Regions from separate parts of the Muntiacus reevesi genome. Here region 1 is linked to region 2. The links are chromatin contacts, called in public Hi-C maps. All regions are on one chromosome and are shown on one strand. The core of a region is the stretch at or near the end of the contact, and the rest is flanking DNA. Distances in the headings are between cores, read along the strand shown.

Region 1 (6,773 bases), core at 1,065-3,564, 130 kb before region 2:
AGACAAAGAAAATGTTCCCTCAACCTCACCTTTACCTGGACATCTGCCACTCTCTGTTTCAAAGACTAAGCTGCTGAGTCATCTTGCTATCTTTGCTGTTTGGCTGAGGGAGGAAATGGGAGATTTCACCTGTAATGCCATGAATACTGGCTTCAAGGATGAAGTCAAAGTCAGACAAGGTTGGGACAAAAATCGTTTCTGGTGAAGGAGAACTGTTAAGTAGCCTATTAGTGCCATCTGCTGTACAATTTTTGCTTTCCAGCAAACATGGGGAATTCTAATACTAGAGCCTGAAAGGATTCCTTCTCTCATCTAATGTCTGTTGAGTGTGTCCCATTCGACAAGCAGTGTGACAGGACTGAAGAGTAGATAGGAAGCTGAATACTAGTGAAAGTGGAAGATATTTAAACAGACAAGTCACCAGATGTATTTTGTGCATCACAAAGGTATGTGTAAGATGTAAAGACAGCAAAGATGGAATGATTATCTTTAGGTCAAGGGGTACTTCCATAAGGGTTTTAAAGGATGACTAGGAGTTTGCTTGCTTGCTAAGTCACTTCAGTTGTGTCTGACTCTATGACACTATGGACTGTAGCTCTCCAGGCTCCCCTGTCCATGGGATTCTCCAGGCAAGAATACGGGAGTGGATTGCTATCTCCTCCTCCAGGGGATCTTCCCAACCCAGGGATTGAACCCCCTTCTCTTATGTCTCCTGCATTGGCAGGAGGGTGCTTTACCACCAGCGTCACCTGGGAGGCTTCCCTGGTGGCTTAAACGGTAAAGACTGCCTGTATTCCAAGTATTTTCATCCTTTCTCAGTCAAAAAGAGAATGCACAACACAGAAAAGCATGGCTGGCTTTGCAGTGAGAAAGACTTAGCTCCCTAATTCAACAGCATTTTATTTTGAGCAACACACTTCTCTAAGCCTCCTTTTCCAAATAAGGAAATACCAACCTACTATTAACAGTTGTTGCAGAGTTTAAAATAATGTATACCTAGGGTCTGACATATCAGAAGTACTAGATATATGTCACACTTAATCCCTGTAAAAAAAATCATCAGAAAGCTTCTCTGTTATGTTTTAATGACATGCTCTTAGCTTTCATTAATAGTTGAATAAAAAAATGACTTTTCATATTTTCTGCAAAACTGTCAGTGAACACACTGTTCATCACACCATGTACATCCCTGACAGCCCCACAAGATGTTTTAATATAGCTACTATGAAGAAATTTCACTCTTTCGAAGAACAGATTGTTTCCTTAATTATTAGTTATTTAACTGACAAGTTTTGAACTAAATTGGGCACTCAATTACAGTACAACTACTGGTTCCATTGGCTAATATATTTTCTTATTTCTAGTATGAAGATAATAGCTACCACTTTTGGAAGAGTTACTACTTGTCAGGCATTTTGCCAAGTGCTTTACCTTCATTATTTCACTTAATTTTCACAACAACCCCATGGGGCATTACTCCCCATTTTCAGAAGAGGAAAAAGAAAATTACAGCTCAGAGATGAGTCTGGATAGGGACTCAAAAGCAGATCTGCCTGACTCCTAACGTCAGTGCTCTCAACCTGGACTCGACACCAGCTACCTTTGGCTATTTGATTGTATTCAACTTCTTTAATGTAATTCATATATTTATTTATTTTTCCCCTTGAGAGATATAATAGATAAATAAGGTCCAAACTAGGCCACAAGGAAAAAAGAAGTTTTTAAGTAGTAAGGACTCTCCTGTGACTTTCTTTACTTCTGTTGTAACTGTCACGATAGTATCCATTCAATAAAGGAAGTAATTAGAAAATATAAAACCTCTCGTGGAAAGTAGACAGGGTTTAAAGAGTAACAAAGTTAAAACTGAGGCCCAAGGAAGGGAAGGTATGGCGCTAGGGTGGCTGGGCCCCACACCCGGTACTCTGGGTTTCCGACGACCTACCCGATCACCACTCGTCTCGGGACAAACAAGGCTCGCGGGGCCCCCAAAGGGTCTCCCTCCCTTCTCTCTGCAGCGGCTGGAGTCTGGCCTGCCCGCGCCCCACAGCCAGCTGGAGAAAGGCAAGTCCACTCCTGACCCTACAGCGACCGGAGGTTAGTCAGCTGCAGACTCATTGCTCCGAGCCTCAATTTCTCCGCGGAGAACTAAACCCATTAACCCCTCTTTAAAGCTACTCACCCCAAGTAGAAGGAGGCAAAAGGCGGACCTTGGGCGAAGACTGGCAGTCCGTCGACCAATCCCAAGAGCTGGGTTGCGCTTTGGCCGACCAACAGTTCGGGGCGGAAGGATTCTGGACCTCGCCTCAAAGGTGCGTTTCTCTCGCTTAGAACATCGCGAGATTTCCATTTCAGTGGAACGATTGGTTGAAGGGCGGAAAGTGAGAGTTACGCCCACCGTTTCATCGGGTTCCTGATTGGCCTTCTAGAAGAGAAGGCGGTCCACGTCCACGCGTTCCCTCGATGCTCATTGGTGGACGGTGTGGGACTGCCGGCGCGCGGGCGTCGGCGCGGGCGTTCGAACCGGCGCTTGGGGGCGTTGCCATGGGGATGAGGCCTGGCCGCAGGCTCCAGCTTGTGAGCTGAGAGGGCCCCAGTCGCCCGCCTTGAGGCTTTCTCCTCTCAGCGTTGTCTTCAGTCTTCAGACAAGGTTGACCGAGGAGGAATTTGGAAGCCTCCGAGGTGAGAAATGGCGGAAGAGAATCAAGGCGGGTTGGCCTGGTGGAGAGCCTTAGTGCCTGCCTCCGCCGGAGAGGGTGAGCAGGGCGCCAGCCGAGCGCGTGAAGAGGCGGGCAGTTGTAAAGGAAACCGGGAGCTGACGTCTCGCGGTCGGCCGTTCACCCGCTCGCCTACCCTTCTTCCCCACTTCTCCCGTGAAACTTTTTCTGAGTCTCGGAGTCTTGCTTTTGGACCCATAGCCCTGACTGGAACCTTTCTTAGAGTGCTTCTGTTCTGCCTTGGGTTATTTGTGTACTTCCGTGAACCGCGTTCTTCTCTCTTCTCCCATGTTATTCTGAAGTCTCTGAGGCAAGGCAAGCATCTTGCATGTTTCACACATTGTAGATTTTTCAGGAAATATTTGTTGAGCTGAATTTAAGTTACCACAAATAGATTGGATTCCTCTTTATGCCCTGCCCCGTTTTTCCTCCCTTACAGAGATTATTTTTTAATTTTTATAGAACTAGGAGGAGGGCATTCTAATCTCATATGCACAAGGACCTGGAAGTTCACCTTTCCTGGAAGTGGAAAGGTGTTGGCCTTTCCACTCTGTGTGAAATGGAGAACTTTTTGGTTGCTTACTGGAACTCTTCCTACCTTATGGCTTTTAGTCTTGGTCTTCCAGTTTGTATTGAACTTTCTCTTAGTGTTGCTTAAAACAAACCCTTCTGTTGTCGCAGTATGCCAAGAGACATGATCTCAGTTTCTTAGTGACCCACAGCTATTGTCACATTTTCAGTGTGTTTGGAAAACGTTTTATTTAAATCCTTTTCTCTTTTGTATTTGTATTCTGCTTGTAGTCTACTTGAGCACATATAACAGCTGCTCTGGTAGCCTTTCCATTTATCAGGTGTCCCTGATAGAATTGTATTACCAAGACTGTTGTTTCGTTTTTAACTCATAAGACTATATGTTGCTGTTATGCTTTGTTGATTCTTATATCAAAATCATAGCTCAATGCTGACTTTAATAAAAGGATTGAAAAAAGTTAGGTATAGCAGCTCTGTTCTTAATTACTTTCCTGGGAAAGTTTGAATAAAACCTTATAGTTAAGCCACAGACCTGTGACATGTAATGGAAACCCAGCTGGGGATTCAGAGTTTGGTCTTGGCTCTAACTCACTCACTATGGCTGGCTTTGCAGGTCATTTAGCTCTTTCAGATTTCTCTTTTTCCATGTGGAAAATCAAAAGGTTGAATTAGAAGTCCTGTGGTTCTATTATCAATTTAGTCAAGCAGTTGTTGGCAGGTAGCGATCACACACTCAGCCTTCCAAAGACCATACAGCTGGAGGTAGTTAATAGCTACCATTATTGAGCATTTACCCTGTGAAAATATACATTTTTCTTAGCATAGTACAGTATGTACTACCCACATACCACTTCATTAAAGACTTTTGGTTTCTGTTGTTAATGAAAATCTTTAACTATTCATAGTATGGCCTTGGGGCAAACTAGGGTATGGTTCTCTTATCTTCCAGTTGAGGAGGAATAGCAGTTTCTTTCTCTGGGCTCCACTTTTGTTGTTCGTAAAGTGAGTTGAAATATTCTTCTCAGATCTCTTCACTTTAACTGATTAATTAATCCAGTTTCCTGCGCTCGCTCAGCAAACCTATTCATAATTTGTTCAGAGTAGGTAGTCAACAGATTTTGTTAAATGAGTGATGAATTTCTACTTCTTGTACTTTGAGTGTTGTAGTCATTATATACTTCCCAAGATGATGTCTCAAGGACTTTGAAGTTCATCATCCTATTAAACAAGAAGACTTTTCTATAAGCATAAACTAATAGGTACCATTCATATTGGAAAAATTCAGTTTTCCACCAGTATGTCTTTTTTCCTGTGTAGGGAAAACCCACATGTGTCAGGGTTCCCCCTCCCCGCCAAACAAATCTCCGTGACGCCAGCTGGGTGTTCTACAATTTACCTCAATCCAGCACTGTTTACCTGGAGGTAGTGTCAGATCCTAGAGGTTAAGGGCTTAGTCCCGCAAGACTGCTCCATACCACTTCAGACACTAGTCACAAGTGGTAAGTCCTCAGATACCCACAACTTCTGTCAGATTTGACTACGAATTGGAAGTTCGCAAGCCCCCTCCTCAGGTTCAGTTAATTTGCTACCACAGCTCACAAAACTCAGAGAAACGCTGGTGTTTACCAGGATATTAAAGGATATGATAAAGGATTCAGATAACAGTCAGATGAAGAGGTCCGTAGGGCATGGTCTTGGGAAGGTTTCAAGTGCAGGAGCTTCTGTGCCTATGGAGTTGGGATGTGTCACCCTCTCTGCGTGGATGAATACACCAAGCCAAAAGCTCTCTGAACCCTGTCCTTTTGGGATTTTCAGAGACTTCATCATACAGAAGTGATGAGTTATTAACTCCCCTGCCAGCCCCTCCCCCATCTCTGGAGACTGGGAGGTAGTGGCTGAAAAATTCTAAGCTTCTCTTTGTGGTTTAGTCTTTCCATCCAGGAGCTGACCCAGAGTTGCCACTAAGAGATACTCCTAGTGCTGTTATTGCTTGGGAAATTACAAGGGTTTTAGGAGCTCTGTGCCAGGATCTCAAGGCAGAGACCAATGTATATCTTCTATTCTTACTCTTGTTTGTTTATTTTTTTTTTTGAGTGCTTGTGTTATTTGATTGCTTATTTAGCACTTTATTACATTATCCCAGCTAATCCTCACAAAAGCAAAAATCTCTTCCAAGTCACTATCATTTTCTGCCTGTTTAACTGCAGTAGCTTCCCACTGATCTCCCTCCCTCCATTTCTGCCTGTTCTCTGCGATCCATTCCACAGAACTGACAGAGTAGTCTTTTTTTTTTTTTTTTGACAGAGTAATCTTTAAAGATCATGTCCTTTCCCCTGCTTAAGATCCTCCAAAGACTTCCTGCTTCACTTTAAATTCCAGACACCTTTATGTGGCCCACTGGACTGCACTTGATCTGTCCCCTACCTTTCTGTTGTCATCTCATACTACTTTCCCTTTCATCTACTGTGCTAGAGCCAAACTGATCTTCTCTTGATTGCTTGCTCATGTCATGCTTTAGGGCAACTTTAGGGCCAGTGTGCTTGCCTGGTATGTTCTTTCTCTTGATCTTTACATAAATGACTCCTTCACATTATTTCAGATTTCACCTCAAATATTCTCTTCTGAATGAAGTTTTCTCTGATCATCCAGTGTCTAAGTGGAATCTTCATCCTGCTTTATTTTTTTTCATCACACTTATCACTATCTGAAATTATCTTGCTTATTTGATTATTGATTATCTCCTTCCATTAAAATAATAGCACCTTGAGGGCAGTGACCTTACCTGTTTTGTTCCTCAATGTTTAGAAAGAGCCTAGCTCATAAAAGACCTTCAAGCTATTTCTTCCATCCAAGTACTAACCAGGCCCGACCCTGCTTAGCTTCCGAGATAAGACGAGATCGGGCGCGTTCAGGGTGGTATGGCCGTAGACAAGCTATTTCTTGAGTGACTAGATGAAAGGTTTTTGTTACTGTGACCATAGGTTTGTCCATAGCAATTTGTTTGTGTGATAGGAACGTCTTTCATTTTCTTGCTCAGAAGTAGTGAGTCAAGACACCAACTCTGCTATAGTTTTCCTAAGTAATCAAACTATGCCTGATACAAAAGTTTTACTACCTGTGACTGCAAGTGGTATCAAATGCTTTTTTATAGTTTTAAAAATAGTGTAGGGATATTTATGCATTGAATAATTATTGTATGTTTATTGTTCCCAGGACTCTTTAGGTTCTAGGGATGAAAAGATGAAAAGATTAATAAGACACATTCCTTGACCACTATTCTAGTGAAGGAAATAGACATACTCATAGATAATTATAACAGAATGTAGCTTCAATAATAAAAATATTCAAAAAGTATGATACGAACATAGAAGGGAAATCCAGCCACATCTGGGGAGACCAGAAAAAACTCATTTGTGTTTTAATCAGTGGGTAAGAGAAAGTTAAAGTGAGGTTCGATGAGAGTCAGAGGAGGCCATTTAAGAGTACAGTGTGAATAAATGCAAAGATAACAGTCTAAGAAGTTGACTG
Region 2 (6,959 bases), core at 2,539-5,038:
TAAACTTTAGTACTTATTAAAATAACATGCAAATAAAATAAAACAAAATAAAATAAAATAACATGCCTAGCAGAAGAGGATTTCCTAAATATGACACAAAAAGCATAAGTCTGGAAAGTTCATTCAGTTCATTAAAACCATGAACTTTTCTCATCATAAGACTATGAAGAGATGGTAAGACAAGTTATAAACTGGGAAAGAATACTTTCAAACCATAAATTAACAAATAATTAGTGTACAAAATATATAAAGAACTCTTAAAAATCAATCAGGAAAAAAAAGAAGACTCAAAAATAGGCAGAGAACTTGAACATATGTATCACAAAGATACAAATGGCTAATGGACATACAAAAAAGATGCTCAACTTCAGGAAATGCTAATAAAACACAATAGATACTCTTTCAAACCCAAAAGATTAGAAAAAAATTTAAAAGTCTGACAATATTAAGTGTTGGGGAGGAAGTGAAGCAACCAGAACACACACTGCTGGCTCTTGACTCAGCAAACCACAAGATTCACAAATACCATAAACCAACTCAGTGACTCAAACACTGGAAGTGTTTAGTAAGCATTAAGCAACTGACAATGACCAATCCAAAATTCTGAGAACACAAGTGGATTACTGCCAAATACAAATTTCGGTCCTTGATGAACCAGGTCTGACCTGACTCAGCAATTACAATTATAAAAACCTTTAGTCCTTTATCCAGTTTATACAGTTCATTTTGTTAAGTACAAAATATTCAGGTATTTATTTCCTCCTAGAACTGATGACATCTTAAGTGACTAAAGCTGTAATGAACTATTTATCATTCCGGTTATGCTATTTCAATGAGAACAAGTAGTTTCAAATGGCATTACTTTTAAAACTCACGCTTATAGTTTAAATTTACTTCATAGGAAGTGGAGTGGCCCTGTGACCATGTAAGAGGGGCAAAATGATGTAACAGATAAGAATAAGGGCACTGAAATTGGATGAATTTAGAAAAGTAACCTTGGTTTAAGTTACTCAACTTTTCTGATCCTCAGCTTCCTCAACACCTAAAAAGCAAGCCTATCTTTGCCTACACAAACAGATCCTATGAATAAAAGTGAGATAATGTAAAGTGTTTACGATGCCTAGCTCATTAATACAGACCCAAGGTTAGCCCCATTCCCTTTGTAAATCTAGCTCTCACCTAAAATTTTTGAAATCTGAAATGTTAACTCTCAATTCATAGGAAAATAATATTCTTACATTCAAATTATTTTCAAATATTACAAGATTGTGTGCTATGAAAAGCAACACCCTGATTACATCTTTCTCTACTGAAAGCTCTTTTCCTATAAGAAATTAGATCCTGGAAAAGAGGACAGATTTTCAGTTATCGTCATGACACAGAAGTAAGGATTCTCATGCTATGTGGGAAACTAAATCCAATTGATTTCCAAGCTTCAATTCAAGGTTTTCTTGATTCTAAGAAGCTTATTTAATACTTAATGGTGGAGGCTGCTGTTTAGTCACTAAGCTGTGTCCGATCCTTTTGCAACCTCCTGGACTAGCTCTTTAGGCTCCTCTGTCCACAGAATTTCCTGGGCAAGAATACTGGAGTGGGTTGCCGTTTTCTTCTCCAGGGGATCTACCCCACCCAGGGATCAAACTGGAGCCTCCTGCACTGGCAGGCAGATTCCCTGGGCCACCAGGGAAGCCCTAATACTTACAGTACTGCATGCTAACTTTTGCATTTCTTGAGAAAGGCTATCTGAAGAAAACTACCTGTAACAATGACCTGATAGTAGCTTGTTTTTGGCTTTGGTTAGTCTGTGGGAAAAATGGTTATGCTTAAAATAATTTACATATGGAAAAAACCTCAAACATTCAACAATATAATAACAGGAAAAATGTATAATACTGACAACCACACTCTACAGTAATGAAGATACATTTATAAAATACTGAAAAAATTCAGAGAAATTTGAATTAAACTTCACTGAATTAAACTTCATTAATCCTCATTTTAAATACCTTACCATAGTTGAGATAGGAAAGAAAAGTCGCACAAGATAAAGTGATATTTGCCAAGAAATGGGAACTAACAACTACTGATGAGAACGCATCACAGACCTAATTACAATCGTATCAGGATACTGTCTTCTTCAAAAGAAAAAGAAAAGCTTTCAGATATACAAAAAATATGTCATGATTAAAAAAAAAAGTATGTCATGATGAAATATTGAGCCAAATACTACACAAAGGAAAAATTCAGGAAGTTCTTATATTTACATAATTTTCTTCCTTAGTCTTCATTTCCAAAAAACATTATTTCTTCCAATGAAGCTGTACAGTGATACAGTCTCACTAGAGAAACATTAATTTTCCCATTTCCATAATTATGACTTATTAATGCAACACAAAGTAGACAGTAATAAACAATGAATAAATAAGTCACAGAATGAATAGGATGGATTAGAAACACAACTTTAATTTATAAAAACCTACTATAAAAACACACCAAAAAAATCCTACTTTATAAAGTAGGTTAATGTAGACAAAGGAATTCTTTTAGACCTTGGACATTTTACATTCTTTGCTACAAAATAATACAGAAACTTTCAGTTTAACTTATAGTTTGGGACACTTACAAGAACTGGCTCTATCACTGAAGACTAAGTGCCCTGTTTTTCTTATCATCAAATCTGGCAAAATTCTAAAGAAAAATACCCATCATATCTACCCAAATTCTAAAATACTAATAACTAGAACTGAGCAAAGAAGCCCTATTAAGTGGAGTTAGAACAAACACTACTTAACAGATAACTACCAAATCTGTTTTTGCAACACTCCATGGAGTCTAAAAACTCTCAAAAATTTATCTCACTTTAATATAAAATGTATTTTTATGGCCAGCCACACTTTAAACAAGAACACGTAGAGACAATACAAAGGTCAGAGATAACTATTAGAGATCAAATAAATGAACTATAACTTCATGTTTCACACGAACGATTAGGAACTGTTTCTGACCCCCAGGTGGACTGGACAGATAAGGCTCTACCCAAGAAACAAACAAAAGCAGCAAGACTAACACCTGGAGAAGACCCAGCGATGTCGAATAGATCCCCAAAGATCACTCGCCCCGAGTCTGGTCTCCTCCCTTTCCCCCTAATCTCATCGCCTCAGAGAAAACTAAATCTGTATCTCAGGTCCGCAGCTCACCCTCAACTCCCCATGTCTCACCTTTACAAAAACCTACGTCCCTCTCCCCGACATCCTCTATTTCCCACGGAGCTCTCGTTCCAGACAGCTACGTACTGCGCCTATTTTCCAGCAGAACATTAGTTCCCTTAATCCGAACTCACTTATTTTTCCGCATCCCATCTGCCCTCCGCCCCTTCAATGCTGGTCCCCTCACCCTGTCCCTTCTCCCAGAATCCTTCCCAAGTTACCCATCTCTGGCCCCCCGGCCCTCACACCCCCTGAGCTGCAGCTCCACCATTCCACTCAAGTCTCCAGCTTCCTCCCCGTCCCTCCCCCAGCCGTCTCCCGGTACCGGCTCCCTCTCCCAACTCCGCCCCTCTCCTCCCTCCCCCAGCGAGGCCCCCTCACCTGAATGCTGCAGCCGCCGTGCCAGAAGCCGAAAGGTGCTGCCGCCGACCGGCCTCCCTGGCTCGGTCCCTGCTGAGCTCCTGACGGCCCCTAGGGAGAGCGAACACTACCACCTCCAACTCTGCCCGCCCCGGGCCAGACCGTCACCGTAGTCACCGCCAGTACCACAGCCGCCATGTTGAAGTCCCACTTCCCTCCTCCTTCCCCTCACCGCTCCTCCCCTTTGGACGTCTGACGTCGTGGCGCCGCGCCCCACCCCTCGAGCCAATGGGAGGAGTCATGGTGACGTAGCTAATTTCCCCTAGGAGCCAACATCTGGTCGTGTCTGCAGGGCTGCAATTGGAACGAGTGAACCCGGCTGACTGGAGGGTTGGAGAAAAGCTGCGGGGGTCACCAAGAGGGTAATGCGTAGGGGTTGGAAGAGCCTCCCAGGAGGAAGCCCGCGATTCCTGAATCTCAAAGAGAAGCGCAAAGGCTTTCCAAGGGGACCTACTTAGAAATCAGAATGTCTGACTTCAGGTCCTGAGTCATGGACTTTCTGGGCCTCACTTTCCCAATTTATAGATTGTAAGGGATCAGAATCCTATAAGGCCTTTTCAGAACAGACCTCCAACCATGTCCTCCTCCTGCCTTTTGTCTGTAGAAAAATTTAGTCAAGGAATAAATTTAATCAGACAAGTGCAAAAAAGAAAGAAAGGAAAACAGTTAAGCATTACAAAGCAATACTTTAGCCATTAAACGAAGTTGAGGACCTTTAGTTCTTCCTCAAGGACTATAGAAAATATTCTGAGCTGTGTCATTTAAGCTGTCTGAATGCAGATACTGAAGCCCCTACCCCCGCTCCTCGACCCGCACCACCACCACCACCACCACCACCGAGTGGAAGAAGTTAATTATAGGCAAGCAAAAAGGAAATGGCAACCCACTCCACTCTTCTTGCCTGGAGAATCCCATGGACAGAGGAGCCTAGCAGGCCATGGTCCATGGGGTCGCAGACAGTCAGATGCAACTGAAGCGTCTAAGCACACATGCAAGCACATAGACCCCAAACAAGTTGGAATCAAAAGGTTTTGATTACCTCACCACCATCCAATCATAAGAATTCCCAGAAGCTGACCACACCCTGCTTCTTGAACACTATAAAACTCCTTACTATCCCCACCAACGTGGGACACACAATCTTGAGGGCATAAGCCCACTGTGCCCCTTTTGCCTGGCAAAGCAATAAAGCTGTTATTTTCTACTTCATCCAGAACTCTGTCTCCATGTTTCTGTTAGGCACTAGTGAACAGAGGCCAAATTTCAGCAACAAAATGAATGGGTTGAAAGGTGACCTCTAATAAATCTTCCTCCAATTCTGACATTCAATGGGTTTTACACCAGGCAATCCAGTCCCAAACCTTTACTTCCTTCTGTTTCCTAGAATCAGGTGCCTGGATGTTCACAACTGAATGGATAAATCTATGTTCCAAAAAGTTCCTAGTTGGTGGGAGAAATACAAGCATAAACAGTAACTCTAGAAAAAGAGTGATGAAAAAAAAAAAGAAAGAAAAAGAGTGATGGTGGCTTCAGTTGCTCTGGAAAAAAAATGAGTTTTAGCTAAAGGATTAGGAAAGATTTACATCTCTACACTTTCTTGATTCTACAGGTAAAGAATGTATTCATTCTGGTATCTTATTCTCTAGCCCAATTTTCTCTCTGGAACTCCAGAGCAGGTAATTGTGTTTTGAAGTGCAGCAGTGTGGTTTTTTTTTTTTTTTTTTTTTTTTTTTGAATGCAGCAGTTTTAATGAGAGAAGGTGGGTATTCCAGAAGGGGGGCAGTCAAAATGAACAGAGTATTCTCTGTTCCTATTGGAAATCATCAATTCTGAACAACTTACCTACTTAATTCAAACACAGCCACAGAAGGTTTGTAGAAAGAGCAGTGATCTGAGCAAATCTCCTCAACAGGAGAATTGAAATGGTAGCAGTGAATAAAACGGATTGGAGACTACCAGGTAGACTTCTTTGAGTCCCTGCATGCTCAGTCGTGTCCAACTCATTTGCAATCCCATGGACTATAGCCTCCAGGCTCCTCTGTCCATAGCATTTTCCAGGCAAAATTACTGGAGTGGGTTGCCATTTCCTTCTCTAGGGGATCTTCTCAACCCACGGATCAAACAAGAGTCTCCTGTGTCTCCTGCATTAGCAGATGGATTCTTTACCCCTGAGTCACCTAGGAAGTCCAAATATTTTTTTATTCATTTTGGTTGCTTCAGGTCTTAGTTACCGAATACAGGATCTTTCTGGGTGGCATGCAGGCTCAGCAGTTGCCCAATCTTAGTTGCCATTTGCCTTGGGGGATCTTAGTTCCCTGACTGGGGATTGAAGCCTTGTCCCCTGTGTTGGAAGGTGGATTCTTAACCACTAGACTACCAAGGAAGTCTGGTAGACTTCTACATTGAATGAAATACTTACACCTGGACTAAAACAGAGACAGTGGGAATGAAAACTGGATCAACTGGAACAAGACTTAGGAAACAGACTCACAAGATTTAGAGACCTTCTATATGGGAGGAGCAATCATGAAGAGGAAAGAGCCAAGTTTTGGGGGTGTCTTATTCACAGAAGTGAGACCTGACTTTTACTGAAGTACCAAGGGAAATAACAATGAGTATAGCCGCCCAAACTGAGCTTAAGATGATGGCAGATTTTCTGGACAGACGCTCAGAAGGAAATGTGAGCTTGGAAATCAGGTAGGAGGTAAGGAGCACATAGACATAGAATAGTGTCTCCTTAAACAAATGAATTCTTCATTCATTTATCCAGCAAGTATTTATTGAATGCCTGCAGTATGCCAGGCATTGTTCTATGCACTGGTGATACAGCAGTATATAAAAAGACCTCCTGCTGCCTGCCCACCCCACCCCCCGAAAAAAAACCCTGCTCTCACAAATCTTACATTTTAGAGGAAAATAATAATAGTGGTTACAGGTGTTACAAAGAATAAAGCAGGGAAAGAGGATAGAAAATATCCAGGATTGAAATGTATAAAGGATGGCTAGGGAAAGATGGCATCTGAGAAAAGACCTGAAGGAAGTGAGGAAATGAGTTAGGCAGATACCTAGGAGGACAAAATGCCAGGCCAAGGGACAACAAGTACAAAGGCCCTGAGATGAAAGTTCACTTTCTATGTTCTAGGAACAATAAGCAACCCAGTGTGGCTGGCATGGAGTGAGCAAAGTGGAGATCAATGGGAGCTGAAAGCAGAGAGATAACAGGGGGCTAAATCACATAGGGATTTGTAGATCATTTTATGGACTTTGGCTTTTTAAGTCAGCTGAAAGCCATTGGAGAGTTTTGAGCAGAGAAGGAAAATGATCAAAATTTCT

The links. Hi-C and Micro-C count contacts between places; a contact is called where the count stands out from the background.
Region 1: a contact with region 2 is called in a Hi-C map of muscle, with 6 times the contacts expected there. The contact joins the promoter of NUDT2 here to the promoter of UBAP1 in region 2. A contact is called at or near these places in 2 of 3 Hi-C or Micro-C datasets (blood and muscle).

Annotation. Positions count from the first base shown.
Region 1 is chr10:8,318,237-8,325,009 of mMunRee1.1, reverse strand. It overlaps NUDT2 (nudix hydrolase 2), which reads right to left and starts at 2,314. Exons shown (of 3, transcript XM_065947436.1): 1 at 2,180-2,314. It overlaps KIF24 (kinesin family member 24), which reads left to right and starts at 2,552. Exons shown (of 14, transcript XM_065901583.1): 1 at 2,552-2,679.
Region 2 is chr10:8,187,189-8,194,147 of mMunRee1.1, reverse strand. It overlaps UBAP1 (ubiquitin associated protein 1), which reads right to left and starts at 3,788. Exons shown (of 6, transcript XM_065901588.1): 1 at 3,588-3,788.